2 separate regions of the Sus scrofa genome follow, and region 1 is linked to region 2. Evidence: chromatin contacts called from public HiChIP or PLAC-seq data. All regions are on one chromosome and are shown on one strand. Each heading gives the region's core, a stretch centred on a gene start, on an enhancer-like site or on the middle of the called end of the contact. The rest is flanking DNA. Distances are from core to core; before and after follow the strand shown. Region 1 overlaps PITPNC1 (phosphatidylinositol transfer protein, cytoplasmic 1). Region 2 holds the start of PSMD12 (26S proteasome non-ATPase regulatory subunit 12).

Evidence for each region. HiChIP or PLAC-seq counts read pairs in DNA pulled down with a chosen protein or histone mark.
Region 1: a contact with region 2 is called in an H3K27ac HiChIP or PLAC-seq map of alveolar macrophages. The contact joins the enhancer-like site here to the promoter of PSMD12 in region 2.

The regions. Positions count from the first base shown.
Region 1 is chr12:13,826,648-13,833,815 of Sscrofa11.1, forward strand. The region is part of intron 1 of PITPNC1 (phosphatidylinositol transfer protein, cytoplasmic 1); the gene reads left to right. Among named protein-coding and RNA genes, the nearest start is that of PITPNC1, 89 kb to the left of the region's middle. Within about 2 kb of position 4,549, at least 33 of the 83 cell types and tissues checked have an H3K27ac peak or open chromatin away from gene starts, as enhancers often do. A contact at or near this core is called in alveolar macrophages, where this site is marked.
Region 2 is chr12:13,728,459-13,735,411 of Sscrofa11.1, forward strand. PSMD12 (26S proteasome non-ATPase regulatory subunit 12) reads right to left here and starts at 1,614. Exons shown (of 11, transcript XM_003482961.3): 1 at 1,405-1,614. The coding sequence starts at 1,512.

The DNA of each region.
Region 1 (7,168 bases), core at 3,299-5,798, 100 kb after region 2:
AGGCACCTGGCTAGAGCTTATCCCAAATGAGTTTAAGTTAGGTTTCCTTTTCCCTCCAAGGACAAGAATCCTTTTTTTTTTTTGGTCTTTTTAGGGCTGCTCCCGCGGCATATGGGAGGTTCCCAGGCTAGGGTCGAATCGGAACTGTAGCCACCAGCCTATGCCACAGCCACAGCAATGCCAGATCCAAGCCACGTCTGCGACCTACACCACAGCTCACAGCAATGCCGGATCCTTAACCCACTGAGCAAGGCCAGGGATCCAACCTGCCTCCTCATGGATGCTAGTCAGATTCGTTTCTGCTGAGGTACGATGGGAACTCCGTGGACAAGAATCTTTCCCTTTTCTGTTGTTCAGAGTTAGAGAAATTTCTCTTATCTTGCAAAACTTTACACTCAAGAAACACGTGAGTGTTTCCCAGCATCTGAGCCCAGGGGAAGGATGTCCAAGTACTTAATCCAATTCCCGTTGAGTGATTGGCTTCTGGCAGGACTGTTAATTTGCAAACTCTTAGGAAAGCAGAAAGTTTACATTTTCCAGCTGTCAAACTTTGGGCTTCCTGGTGAATCACTGGGGTGGACTTTCTAGGCCAAGCATGAGGGGTGCTCTGGAGCTGCTGGTCCGAGGCTGGGGAAGCATGACAAGTTTTTTGTTTTTGTTTTGTTTCGTTTTGTTTTTTAAGATGCCTGGCAAGAGTTCTAACACGTGGGCTTGGGGACCAGCCTCTAGGGCCTAGGTGGCTTCCCTGGAAAACACCACCACGATCCTCACTTGTAGGGGATCAGCACAGCCTGAAGGAAGGGCTTAGGACGACTGATCCGAGAGCAGCCGCAAGTTTGTTCTCTCTCTGTGGCAGACGTGTTAGTCTAGGAGAAAGCGGACTCGCTTGAAAGCTTTGCAGCTCCAAAAGCGGTTGCCGATGGAATTTTCTCCTGTGGAAGCTGTTCTTTGCCGCTAGAATACTAAGCCAAAAGGAAGGAAAAGATGAAAAATAAGCCCTTCTTTCACAACACATTTGAGTCAACCCATTGGAGAAAACCAGAGATTTCTCAACGAACAAGAAATGGCCTGGCATTACTGCCTTAGGGAATTAGAAAAAGGCTCCTTGATAAAGTTATTTGGGGATTAATCATCATTTGGCTCCAGGGCGGCATGGGGCTCCTTGGAATTCACCTTGTCTTCTTTGGAAGCTGGCAGCTTGGTGGTTGCGTAACAACGGGAAATGCAAGGCCTGCCAGCCGGTCCTTCCATGAGCCCCGGGGGAGTTACGAGGCTCTATGACTCTTTCTTGAGTCAGTCAGGCCTGCCAGATCCATTTCAGTGGCCTGGGATGTGTTGGGTACAGACCTCAGACTTCACAACTTTTTTTTTTTTTTGCTCGCTTGCTTTTTAGGGTCATACCAGCGGCATATGGGGGTTCCCAAACTAGGGGTCTAATCGGAGCTGCCAGCCTATGCCAGAGTCACAACAATGCCAGATCCAAGCTGCGTCTGCGACCTACAGGTCACGGCAACACTGGATCCTTAACCCACTGAGAGAGGCCAGAGATCGAACCCACAACCTCACGGTTCCTAGTCCCATTCCTTTCCGCTGCACCATGACGGGAACTCCCAGACTTCATGATTTTTACAGATGGCACATCTACCTTCGTGATTTTTCTCCTCCACCAACAAAATTATGCTTTACAAATGAACAGGAACCCTTACATTATTCATACTTTTTCAAATGAATTTAAATTTTTACTTTCCTTTTACTATCCATATAACTGAGATGTGTGGTCCTTAAAAACTTTCTCAGAGAAAAGATTCCCTATGGTCTGTTCTTATTTAGAAATGACCTCTTTGTGGCTAAAGTTTATGTACAGTTTTTTTTTTCCCCCTTTTCTTTCCTTTTTTTATGGCCACACCTGCAGCATATAGAAATTCCTGGGCTAGGGGTCTCATTGGAGCTGCAGCTTTGACTTATACCACAGCCACAGCACCGCTGGATCTGAGCCACGTCTGTGACCTACACGACAGCTCACGACAGCACCAGATCCTTAACCCACTGAGCGAGGCCAGGGATTGAACCTGCATCCCCACGAACACTGTGTTGAATTCTTAACCTGCTGAGCCACAGCAGGAACTCCTCTGGCAGACATTCTTAAAAACACTGCCTTTTTTTTTTTCCCCCAAACAGCTTGGATATAATTCACATACCATACAATTCACCCATTTAAAGTACACAGTTCAGTAGCTTTTAGTATATCCAAAGAGTTGTAACCCTCACTGCAATCAATTTTAGAAACATTTTCATCAGTGCTCCCTAGAAACCCCCTACCTCTTAGCCACCAATCACTCCCTACCCTTCGTACATGGCAACCCTAATCTACTTTCTACCTGTCAGAGTGCTCCTTCCTTTCTCAGGCTGAATAAGACTCCATTGTACATATAGACCACATTGTGTTTATACATTCCTCTGTTGATGGATGGATGAGTTGCCTCTATCCTTTGGCTGTTGAGAATAATGTTGCTATGAACGTGGGTGTACAAATATTCCTTTGAGTCTCTGCTTTCAGATGTATATTGAAGTATGGACTTGCTGGATCTTATGGGAACCAGCTCCCTTTTTAAAAAGGAAAAGTATCATGAGACCTGTGACGGTTCCATGAGTACGGGACCTGACTGCTTGCTCTGGCCCCCTTTTCTCAGGTGTGGCCCACATGCCTCTGTGGTCACAGATGTGGTGGGGAAAGGTGGCCTTGTCCCAGGCTGAGAGCATCAGAGCAATGTAGACCTCAGTTCGACCACACCTCTGATTAGCTTGTAGAAGCACAGAGGCTGAAAGGAAATGGAGGAGTTCCCATCGTGGCTCAGCAGAAACGAATCTGAAGAGTATCCATGAGGATGAAGGTTCGATCCCTGGCCTCACTCAGTGGGTTAAGGATCTGGCATTGCTGTGGCTGTGGTGTAGGCCAGAGGCTGCAGCTCCGATTCAACCCCTAGCCTGGGAACCTCCATGTGCTGTGGGTGCAGCCCTAAAAAGACAAACAAAAAAAGTAAATTGAAGATCTCATCATATAAATGACCCTTCCTGCTCCTTTTCTCTCCTCTTTCCACTTTCTTCTTATGGAAACCATAGTTATGGTCTCTACGCAGCGCGTTGGGCCTAAAACCCGATAAATCAGTTTACTACTGGCTACACACTGGAGTTGCCGGGTTGCTTACTGCCATCCAAACCCCACCTCCAGAGATTCCGATTTAATTGCTCTGAGGTCTGACCTGGGCATGGGGGATGGGGGTGGGGTTGGGAAAGCCCCCGGCTGAGTCTCCTGGGCAGCCAGGGTTCTGACGTACCAGCTGCATAACCGGATATAAGGGGATCTCTTCTCCATCCCTTTCTTTGTCTTCTTCATGGTCATTTCTTTCAAACACATCTGCAGGTTTATAAATCCCAGCCCCAATTTTAAAGACTCACAATAGACTTTTTGGTTTTTTAAAAAAATGAATGAGGCTCGTGATGTCACGTTGAAACCAAGAACGAGGAGACCTGCGTCGTCCATTTGTGTATGTCATTATCTAGCTGGAAGGATGAATTACTTACCTTGTCAGGTTTCTTGTTTTTCGGCTTAAAAAACCTTGGCTTCTAGACTTAGAATATGGATTGGCCAACCAGTTAGAAGAATGCAATGAAAGAATTGTTTTTAAAAATGTCCCCTCCAGCTCTAACATGCCATGACTCTGAACGAACAGGTGCAACTGATGGGGAGTGAGGCAGGCTTGTATTGTGGCTGTGTGCGTGTGAACTTCGCCATTCTAGGGATGATGAGCAGGAGGATAAAGAACCTCCCCACTGGGTGCTGCTGGGAGTTCTGCTGCCCCAGAAGCAGCCTCCGGGCAGTTCTCATCAGTGACTCAAAGGATATAAAATAAAAATCTTGAAGGATCTCTAGTTAAACAGAAAGCAGGAAGAGTCCCCTGGTGGCCTCGTGGTTAAGGACTTGGCTATTGTCACTGCTGTGGCTCGGATTTGATCCCTGGCTATGGGGAACAAGCATAAGTGTTGTTCCAGGTAGACTGTGGGCTATGGGGCTTTTTAAGTGATGCAGAGACTGGAGCAGAACTCTGGCCCAACAGAGCAGAGTGTCAGAGGCCCCCTCCTCCATGAAAATTGTCACCTCCTTGCCACCGTCCACTTTGTGCTACCTACTGCCTCAATCAGTGTTTCTTCTTGGTAATCTTTCAAAGTTTATACTTACTTCTCTTCTGATCCCTATTTGAGGAATGTGAATGGCTTAGGTTTTTAGGTTCGTTCCCCCCTCTCCCCTCTCCAGATTAACACAGCTAATGTGGAACTATGGTGCCGGGAGCTGCTGCTAGAGAAAAGCAGAAAATGCAGGCCTCCCCTGGATGCCTCCGGGCATGGAATTTTACTTCTCTGGTGACTTCTTAGGCCCATGGGAAAGTGAGAGGAGGCGGCCTCCTGGGGGCGGCTGGCTAGCCCCTGGAACTGGGAGCCGGAGCCAGCCCCGTAGTGTGTGGCCGTCAGTATGACGCAGAGAGGCGTGTGAATGCAGCCGGCTGCTGCAGCTGGTGCACTTGACTCTGGGCAGCGTGTTCCCAGGAACCCGCAGGACACCGAGGACAGAGAGTGATGTAACCCAGATCTGCCAGATGTGGGAGCCAGCGTGAGTCACGCTGGACGATTCATTGAGAAATGTTTTCTGGGTCATCTGAGCAGGGAGCACTGGCTGCTTCCCCTGCCATCTGGGGTTGGAGGCACCCAAGTCCACACACCAGGAATTCCCAAGTTCACTAACATCTGTCTAAAATTACAGCCTGGTTCTCTGAGCTGACACAGTGCAGAGCCCAGACTCTGTGATGGTCCCAGGCCTGTAATTTGTTCCCGGATTTTACCACTTTGGGTTGTGGAGGGTGGGAGGTAATCAGTTAATAAAAACCTACATGGAAGTTGCTGTGAGGTTTCTATACATTCTGTCAAGACCAGACATGGGATGGGAGGTTGCGAAAAGCCAACAGCGCTGTGGGCATTGTGGCCAATGAACTACCAGGAATTGTGGTCTTCTTTTCTGTTAGATGTGGGCAAGATGCCTCGTGGTGAATAAGATACATGTATTTCTGAGAAGGTGTAAGCTGTCTTAAAAAAAAAAAAAAACCCTGGTGTATATATAACAAACAACCAGAAAAGTGCATGCATACATCACTATGTGAAATCGCACCCCCAGGTAACTAGAGGGTTGAATGGTGGCTCCCAGACAGAGAGGTCCTTCAGAACCTGGGAATGGGATCTTATTTGGAAAGGGGTTTTTTGATATTAAGGTTCTTGAGACCCTGAATTACCTGGGTGGTCCCTATATCCAATGACATGTCTCCTTCCAAGAGACAGAAGAAAAGAAGAGGCCACGGAAGAGAAGGCCACACGAAGATAGAAACAGAGATTGAAGAGCTGTGGACACAAGGAACAGCTCGAGCCGCCAGGAGCTGGAAGAGGCAAATGGGATTGTCCCCTAGAGCCTTCAGAGAGAGCCTGGTCCTGCCGACACCTTGGTTTCTGGCTTCTGGCTTCCAGAACTGTGAGAGAATGAATTTCTGTTGTGTTAGGCAACCAAGTTTGTAGTGATCCACTATAGAAACTAAGAAAAAATAACCCACACCCAGATCAAAGGCACAGGACCCTCATGCCTCATTCCTGTCTTCTCATCATCCCAGGGTAACCGCTGTCCTGACTCCCAACACAATAGATGGGTTTTGTACCCTTGGAGCTTAATTAAACAGAGTAAGAGTATGTGGTTTCCTGTGTCACACATCTTCCATGCGGCACTGTAATTGTGAGACGTGTCCTGTTGTTGTGTGCTTGGTCATTCTCACTGCTGTGTAGTGTTCCATGGTGTGAATGCGCTATAGTTTATTTCTTCTCCTCCTGGGGACATCTGAGTCGCTTCCTGTTTGGCATTATTACAAATAGTGCTTTTAGGGAATATGTGTATTTTGTTGGTTATGTTCTCAGGAGTTGAATTGTTATATGATCAGCTTTAGTAGATATTGCCAAACAGTTTTCCAATTAATTTTTAAAATACCCAATCATATTTGGAGTCCTTTTGTTAGATGGAGACGCCAATGGCACGAAGTCAGTAGCTGTTACTTAGTGTGAGTATTTTGTAAGGCCCAAGTGTTGGAGATAGGGTTTTTTAGAAGAAGGTCCTTCTTCCTAGGTAGGACCTCTGCCTTCTCAGTAAGGAATTCTCTGTGTCAGAAGAACCTGTTACAGGCCTGGGCAAGTGTTAGAGCACCCCAGTTTTGGGGAATCAGAGAGGCTAAGGCAACTGACGGTGAATTCTAAATATTCTTCACCCATCACTGGCAAGATGAATGGCACTGCTGCAGTATCTCCCATCTCCAGTCTCAGCAACAAATTTGCCATCTCATAAGAGCTCCAGTTTCACTCTTTTCCAACTTTCAAGTTTAGTTCTATGCTCTATAACTTAGAAAGCAACCTAATGATATGCAGTATTTCTAAATATTCTGCTTTGATAAGTCTGTGGGAAAACTACTGCTGTAGCAGAATAAACTAGACTAAAACTCTGGGTCCCTACCTGTCTAAAATCGAGGCTGCTTCTAATTTGTCTGATGCCTCTAGATCCTTGTGGAAATAGGGGAGGGTGGGATTGACCTCAAAGTACTGAAATGGGGGTTGGAAAGGAGAGGAAGGTGTGGTGGCAGTAACCCAGCCATCATTATAAAAAGAAGTCTTTGTTTTCTTACTATAATAGCAATGCATCTTCCTTGCAGAAAAATATAGGTCTTAAAAGAAAGAAAAAAGAAAAAGGGAGTTCCCATTGTCGCTCAGTGGGTTAAGAACCAACTAGTATCCATGAGGATGCAGATTTGATCCCTGGCCTCTCAGTAGGTTAAGGATCCAGCGTTGCTGCAAGCCGCAGGTAGGTCGCAGATGTGGCTAGGATCTGGTGTTGCTGTGGCTGTGGCGAAGGCCAGCGGCTCTGATATGACCCCTAGACTGGGAACTTCTATATGCCACAGGTGCAGCTGTAAAAAGGCAAAAAAAAAAAAAAAAAAAGAAAGAAAGAAGGTTTACCAGAAAATACCCGCAAACCTGACACTCAGCGTTAACTACTGTTGAGTATATTTGCATATACGCTGCACCTATAAAC
Region 2 (6,953 bases), core at 364-2,863:
GCTGTAGGTATTTGCGTTTTCCAACTTCTATGTCACTGGCCATGTTTCTTTACACTAGCAGCCAGAAAGCTCAGAGGTTAATTTATGACCTTCTTCCACTTACAGTACCGAACCTAAGACACGCATCTTTCCCTATGCTGGTCTTTTGTAATGCCCCACTAAATTCTTTTTCTGGAAAAAAGAAAAGCATTAAAATAGTTCTTTCGAAGAATTCAATGTGAAGTATTACTTGACACCCCTCCTGACCCTAAACATATTATGTTTTAATGTACTGAGGTAGTAAGCTCCTTTAGAGACCAAAAAAAAAAAAAAAAAAAAAAAAACAAACAAAAAAAAACCCTATTAGTGAAAGCATCCCAAATGAACAGCAATAAATGTTTGTGGCTGGATTGATGAAGGAATTTAATGAGGCCTCAGCAGAATCCTTAACAACATCCCATGATGGAACTGATTCAACAACCATCCAAACCTTAGTCAGGCAAACCTAGATTTAAATCCCTGGTTCTATCTATTACTAACTGTTCTGACGGACAAACAATTCTGAGTCTTGGTTTCTTTACCTATAAAATGACCCACAAAGTTGCCTGACACAGCAGGGGGCATGATAAATGTTTGGATTAAGTAAAATTTCTTTTTCATGGGAAATAAGCAGTTGGGCTAAACTACTGTCCATGACCCCCGCTCCTGTGACTCTGCACTTTCGTGCTTATTTGTCTATTTCCCGCAGGTCCTGCTCCGCGGATGACTCCTCCCCATCCCAATCTTACTCACTCCTCAAGCCCTAATACAAACGTCAGCTTCTCTGTAAAACTCTCCCTTATCCCATCTCTAAGAACAAACAGCTTCCTCCTGTGTTTCAGTAACACTTTTATATTTGTACAGCACTCACCACCATGCGTGACTTGTCTACCTCCTTGCCTACATGAACTCCTTAAGGACAGGGATCCTGTGTTAATCACCTTCGTCCTATCACTTTCCTGTCCCTTCTTCTGGCCAAAGGCCAAGCACTTCGCCACGATCCATAAGCAACAAGAGAAATTGATCCGGCAAGAGCAACGAATCTAAACCTTCTGATCTAGCGTGAATGCTGAAATGGCCTTAACCCCCGAGAAACTACTAAAGTAAACGTGAAACAAAATCCAAGAAAAGGCAAAAAGTACTATGAAGTCTCATCCCCCTCCAGGAATTGAAGTGACCATCGGTCTTGGGGAAGGTCTGGGAAGCTGTAAGCCCTAACGTACTCTGGGTGCGGGATCTCCCTATTCAGGCAGACCTGGGATCTCCTACTTCTGCAGGCAATAGGGGGATGAGCACTCCAGCCCGCAGGCCCCCAGAGGCCTAAGCAAGCTCCGCGCCGTGACTCAGCCCCTGGCGCCCGCCAAGAAGCAGCCGGCCTCCCCTTACCTTGGCCAGCTTCTCGCACTCGGGCAGCCGCTGATCCACTGTGGCGCTGTAGTCCACCTCCATCTTCACGATGCGCCCATCAGCCCGCTCCGAGCCGCCGTCCGCCATGGTCCTCGCCTAAGCGTCCCTTGCTGTCCCCCTGCTTCGGCCACCACTCGTCAGCCACACCGGAAGCCGCCGGCGCACCCGCTCAGGCAGTGCCTGGGCAGCCCGCGCGAAGGACCCCCACGAGGACCCCTGCGCCGGGCGCCAGGCAGGCACTGCCGCAGACAGCCCTGAGGGCGGAGCTAGGAGCGGGCTCCGCCCCGCCCGCCAAGTCCGGTTTTCGTCTGGTGACAGACTTCTCTAAATTTGCGGTGAGGAAAGCGAGTGTTATCAAATAGGCTGTCGTATATATCTTCTCACACCTCTGCTTTGAAATATTGCGATTTCTCGGAACCATGGGCGAGTCACTGAACTTTTCTTGGATTTCGGTTTTCTCGCGGCTCCAGGAGCAGGCTGAAAGAAACCCCGAAGAAAAAAGTTCTCAGGTTTCTTCTGGTTGAGAGTCTTGGTGGCTTCATCTGTGAAATCTCCTCAAGCTCATAAGAAAAGCCATGGCAGTGGTTCGGTAGTGCAATAGGTAAATATTATGTTGATAAGAATCTTTACAAAAGACTATTTTTGCTTTTTCCCTGAAAGACCTTTTTGAGCATCAAACGAGATTTTGTATAGGAACCTATTTCCAATTCTTAAGAACCATACAAGTTTTTTTCATTACTACCCACACCATCTAGGTCCCTTTTAAAAAAGCTTAAGACCTTGAAAGTGAGAAGGAGGTTGTGTGTGGTGTGGTCCAGGTGTCAACAGTAGCCTGGGAAGCAAATGGAAATCTTAGTGTGGTCTGCCCGTTATGTTAGTGGTTCTCAGTTTAATTAGCCTCAAGCTCCCTTTATAAGTGCTGAATAGACCTTAAAAACAAACAAACAAAAAAACTGTTCTGTAATGAAAATCATGGTAATATAACCCATCTACACACATAATTAAAAAAATAGTCCTAGATCTAATGTAAAGGAGAAAGATTGCAAAATACCAAAATAATATATTTCAAAATATAAAGGCTAGGAGTTCATAGTGGCACAGTGGTTAGCGAATCCGACTAGGAACCATGAGGTTGCAGGTTCGATCCCTGGCCTTGCTCAGTGGGTTAAGGATCTGGCGTTGCTGTGAGCTGTGGTGTGGGTCACAGACGTGGCTCGGATCCCACGTTGCTGTGGCTGTGGTGTAGGCCGGTGGTTACAGCTCTGATTAGACCCCTAGCCTGGGAACCTCCATATGCCGTGGGAGCAGCCCTAGGAAAGGCAAAAAGACAAAAACAAAACAAAACAAAACAAAACAAAAAACAAAATATAAAGGCTAAAACATGTCTGCAGTAGAAATACAAAGAAGTAGTCATTTGCTCGTATGCATATCCACTACCTTAACTATAAATGCAAAAGTTACAGCTGCCACGGGTGTATTCTGTTGATTACTTGAAGCATGAGGGTAGAATGATTTTTCCAACATGTTATACCACTGACCACATCAAAGTATAATCATCCATTGCTTTTCACATGAAGAATTCTTAGACTTTTTTGTTCGTTTGTTTGTTTTTAAGGGCCGCACCTGTGGCATATTGAAGTTCCCAGGCTAGGGGTAGAAGTGGAGTCATAGCCACCAACCTATGCCACAGCCACAGCAACGCCAGATCTGAGCTGCCATCTTCCACCTACATCACAGCTCAGGGCAACTCTGGATTCTTAACCCACTGAGCGAGGCCAGGGATGGAACCCAAATCCTCATGGATACAAGTTGGGTTCTTAACCTGCTGAGCCACAAGAGGAAATCCAGAAATTTTAATGCATTTTAAAACTTCAGGAAGTTCCTTAGTGGCCTAGCGGTTAAGGACTTGGTGTTGTCTTTGCTGTGGCTTGGGTTACTGGGGTGGGTTGAGTTCTCTCCATGGCCCGGGAACGCCTGGATGCCATGGGTACAGCCAAAAACAAAACAAAACAAAACACCTAAAAGAAAATAGCTTGGCATATATGAAATGGAGTTATTTTGGCCTCGGACACATAAAGAGGTGTCTGGAAGGACACTGAAAAGCCTGATGAAATGTGGGATATTTTATCATGTAGTTTTGTCACATTGCAGTTGTCCAGCATCCCAAATGCATGTTGATATCTTCCTTCTCCCCAGTGATTGTGACAACCTAAAATTCCCTTACAGATTTTCTAAGCCACACTCTAAGAGCCGGTATTGCTGAGACACACGAAGATAAGGTGTTTTCTGGCTTCACATTTGCTGGGCTGTTGGTTTGACTGGAGTAGGCAAAAGGATTTGGCGGTCTAAACTTTGTGCGAAGAGTTTGAAGAGACAAAAAATAACAAGGTGTGATGGAGGGAACAGATTCATAGCTTCCAGAACTCAGAAACTAAGAGCATGAGGGGATCCAAGAGGCAAATATGCGGAGAAAAGTCTAGTTGGTTCCACACCAAACTGAAGCCCCTTCTTGCTAGGCTTGGAGGTAATGAACATGAAAGCAAACTGAAATCTAAGGAGAAGCTTTCAAAGGAAACAAAAAATTAAAATGAAGTAAATAAAGAAGGAAATCAGTAAAAGTCTGAGCAATGGACAGAGAAAATAGGCAAAAGTCTGTATTATAGACAGAGTTTTTCTACTTCTAGTATTTGAGTGAGTCTGAGATTAAGTTTGTGGACTTGGAAGAAAGAATTTAGTTTCAAAAGAGAAAAATTAGTAATGGAAGAATAAGGACTCTAAAATGTAGGGAGAGGAGTTCCCATCATGGCTCAGCGGTTAACGAATCCGACTAGGAACCATGAAGCTGCAGGTTCGATCCCTGGCCTTGCTCAGTGGGTTAAGGATCTGTCGTTGCAGACGCAGTTAGAATCTGGTGTGGCTGTGGCTGTGGCATAGCCCGCAGCCACAGCTCTGATTAGACCCCCTAGGCTGGGAACCTCTATATGCCGCGGGCATGGCCCTAGAAAAGACAAATAAATAAATAAATAAATAAAAATAAAATGTAGGGAGAAATACTGACTGGAAAAATTTATTCAGAAAGAACCTTGGTAATATATATTATGATAGTGATTGTTGAAAATAACATGCCTATCTATTAATTACTACATGAGTATATATTTTTTCATAGTTGGCATTGCTGGTATTTTCAGCTTGTTGCCTTTGTGAAGCGAACATTCTAGTGGAGGGAAGACTGAATTATCAACGTGTGACATAGGCTGGGGCTGAGAGTGTTTGGGAGGTGGTCAAGGAAGGCATCGCCAGTGAGCCAAGACCTGAAGTCAATAGGGCAGTCTTGCAGGTAGCTAGGTGGGGGACAAAGATTCTAGGCAGAGGCAGGAGCAAGAACACCGAGCTGACAGCAATCAGATCATGCCTGGCTTGTTTGAAGACCAGAATGAGTAAGGGTGAAAGTTGTAGGAGATGAAGTTTAGGGCAGATTGACTTGAGAAGGACTTGGGTTGGGTTTTTTTTGTTTGTTTTTTTGTTTTGGTTTTTAGGGCTGCACCCGTAGCATATGCAGGTTCCCAGGCTAGGGGTTGAATCTGAGCTACAGCTGCCGGCCTACACCACAGCCACAGCAACGCCAGCTCCGAGTCACATCTGTGACCTACACTACAGCTCACGGTAATGCCGGATCCTTAACCCGCTGCACTGCGCGAGGCCAGGGATTGAACCTGCAACCTCATGGTTCCTAGTCAGATTCATTTCTGCCGCACCATGACGGGAACTCCCCAGAACGACTTGGTTTTTAATCTGAGTGATTTGGGGAGCCAATGGGGGTTTGGGGCAAAGGAACAGCACGAGGTGAACTGCATAGTAAAAGAATCACTCTGGGAGTTCCCCAGTGGCCCTGGTCACTGCTGTGGTGCAGGTTCTGTCCCTGGATTGGGAACTTTCACATGCCAAAGGTGCAGCCAAAAAAAAAAAGAATCATTCTGGCTGTTTTTCATGTGGTGATGAGGTCGGGCAGAAGCTGGGAGATGAGTTAGAAAATAAGAAATTGCAATAATCCAAGAGGAAGATGATGGTGTCTTGGACGAGGATAGAGGCCATCAGGGGTCCAATGTCTGCAAGATTTTTGGTCTGAATCTCTGGAAAGATGGGGTTGACATTTACCAAGATGGAGTAGATTAGGGACCAGCAAGTGGGGCAAAGGACAGGAGCCAGTTCTGGATCTATTAAGTGTGAGGTGCCCGTTGGATAGCCAAGTGATGATGTTGAGAAGGCAAGTGGACATACAAATTCAAGGTGTCAAATTAAATGGTGTCAAGGTAAAGGGCTAGAGATTTGAAGTTAGGAGGCATTAACATATTGATGGTATCCAAAGTCATAGAGCTTTCATTACAGAAATCTTCCTGAAATGTGTGTAAAATATTTATTTTTATATATTGCTTACACACACACACACACACACACACACACACACACACACACACACACACACACGTATTTTGGCCGAGCCACTGGCGTATGGACATTCCCAGGCCAAGGACTGAATTTGTACCATAGCAGCAACCTAAGCCGCTGCAGTGACAATGCCAGATCCTTAACCTGCTGCACCACAAGGGAGCTATAAATTGCTTATGTTAAGTGCGGTGGGAGAATGACATTTTCAAGTCTGTTGTGAGTCATTTTGTAAGAAAAATAGGCTGTATTGTATCTTTTTTTTTTTTTTCTTTTTCTTTTTTGGGCCGCACATGCAGCATATGGAAGTTCCCAGGCTAGGGGTCGAATCCGAGCTGCAGTGGCTGGCCTGCACCACCGCCACAGCAATGCCAGATCCAAGCTGTGTCTGCGACAAATACTGCAGCTCACAGCAATGCTAGATCCTTAACCCACTGAGCAGGGTTAGGGATCAAACCCATGTCCTCATGGATACTAGTTGGGTTCATTACCACTGAGCCACAACTGTATTGTATCTTTTGAGTAAAGCTCTTGGTCCTGTGTTAGAATGACTTCAGGTCAAGTGTCAGGTGAATAAAGGCATACCTAAATCATTGTGTTTATGTACTGTTGCTGCTGTAACAAATAACCATGGATTTAGTGGCTTAAGACAACAGTTGATTCTCTGACAGTATGAAGTCTAGAAGTCACAAATCATTGTTGGGAGGTTGAAATCACGGTAGAGCAGAGCTCACTTTTTCCAGAGGCTCTAAGGGACGTCTGTTTGTTGCCTCTTCCAGCTACTGGTTGCTGTGTGCATCCCTTGGCTTGTGGCCTCATCACTGCCATCTCTGCTTTCGTGGTCACACTGCTTTCTCTTCCTGTGTGTGTGTGTGTGTGTGTGTGAGAGGTCCCCCAGCCTTTCTCGTATACAGATACTTGTGATTATATTTAGGGCCACCCAGATAATCCAGGGTAGTCTCATCTCAAAGCCCTCCACTTAATCAGGTTTGCAAAGACCCATTTCCCAAAAAGGTAACATTTCCAGGTTTCAAGGCTTAGGACTTGATAGCTTTTGGGGGACATTATTCAGCCTAACCATAGTC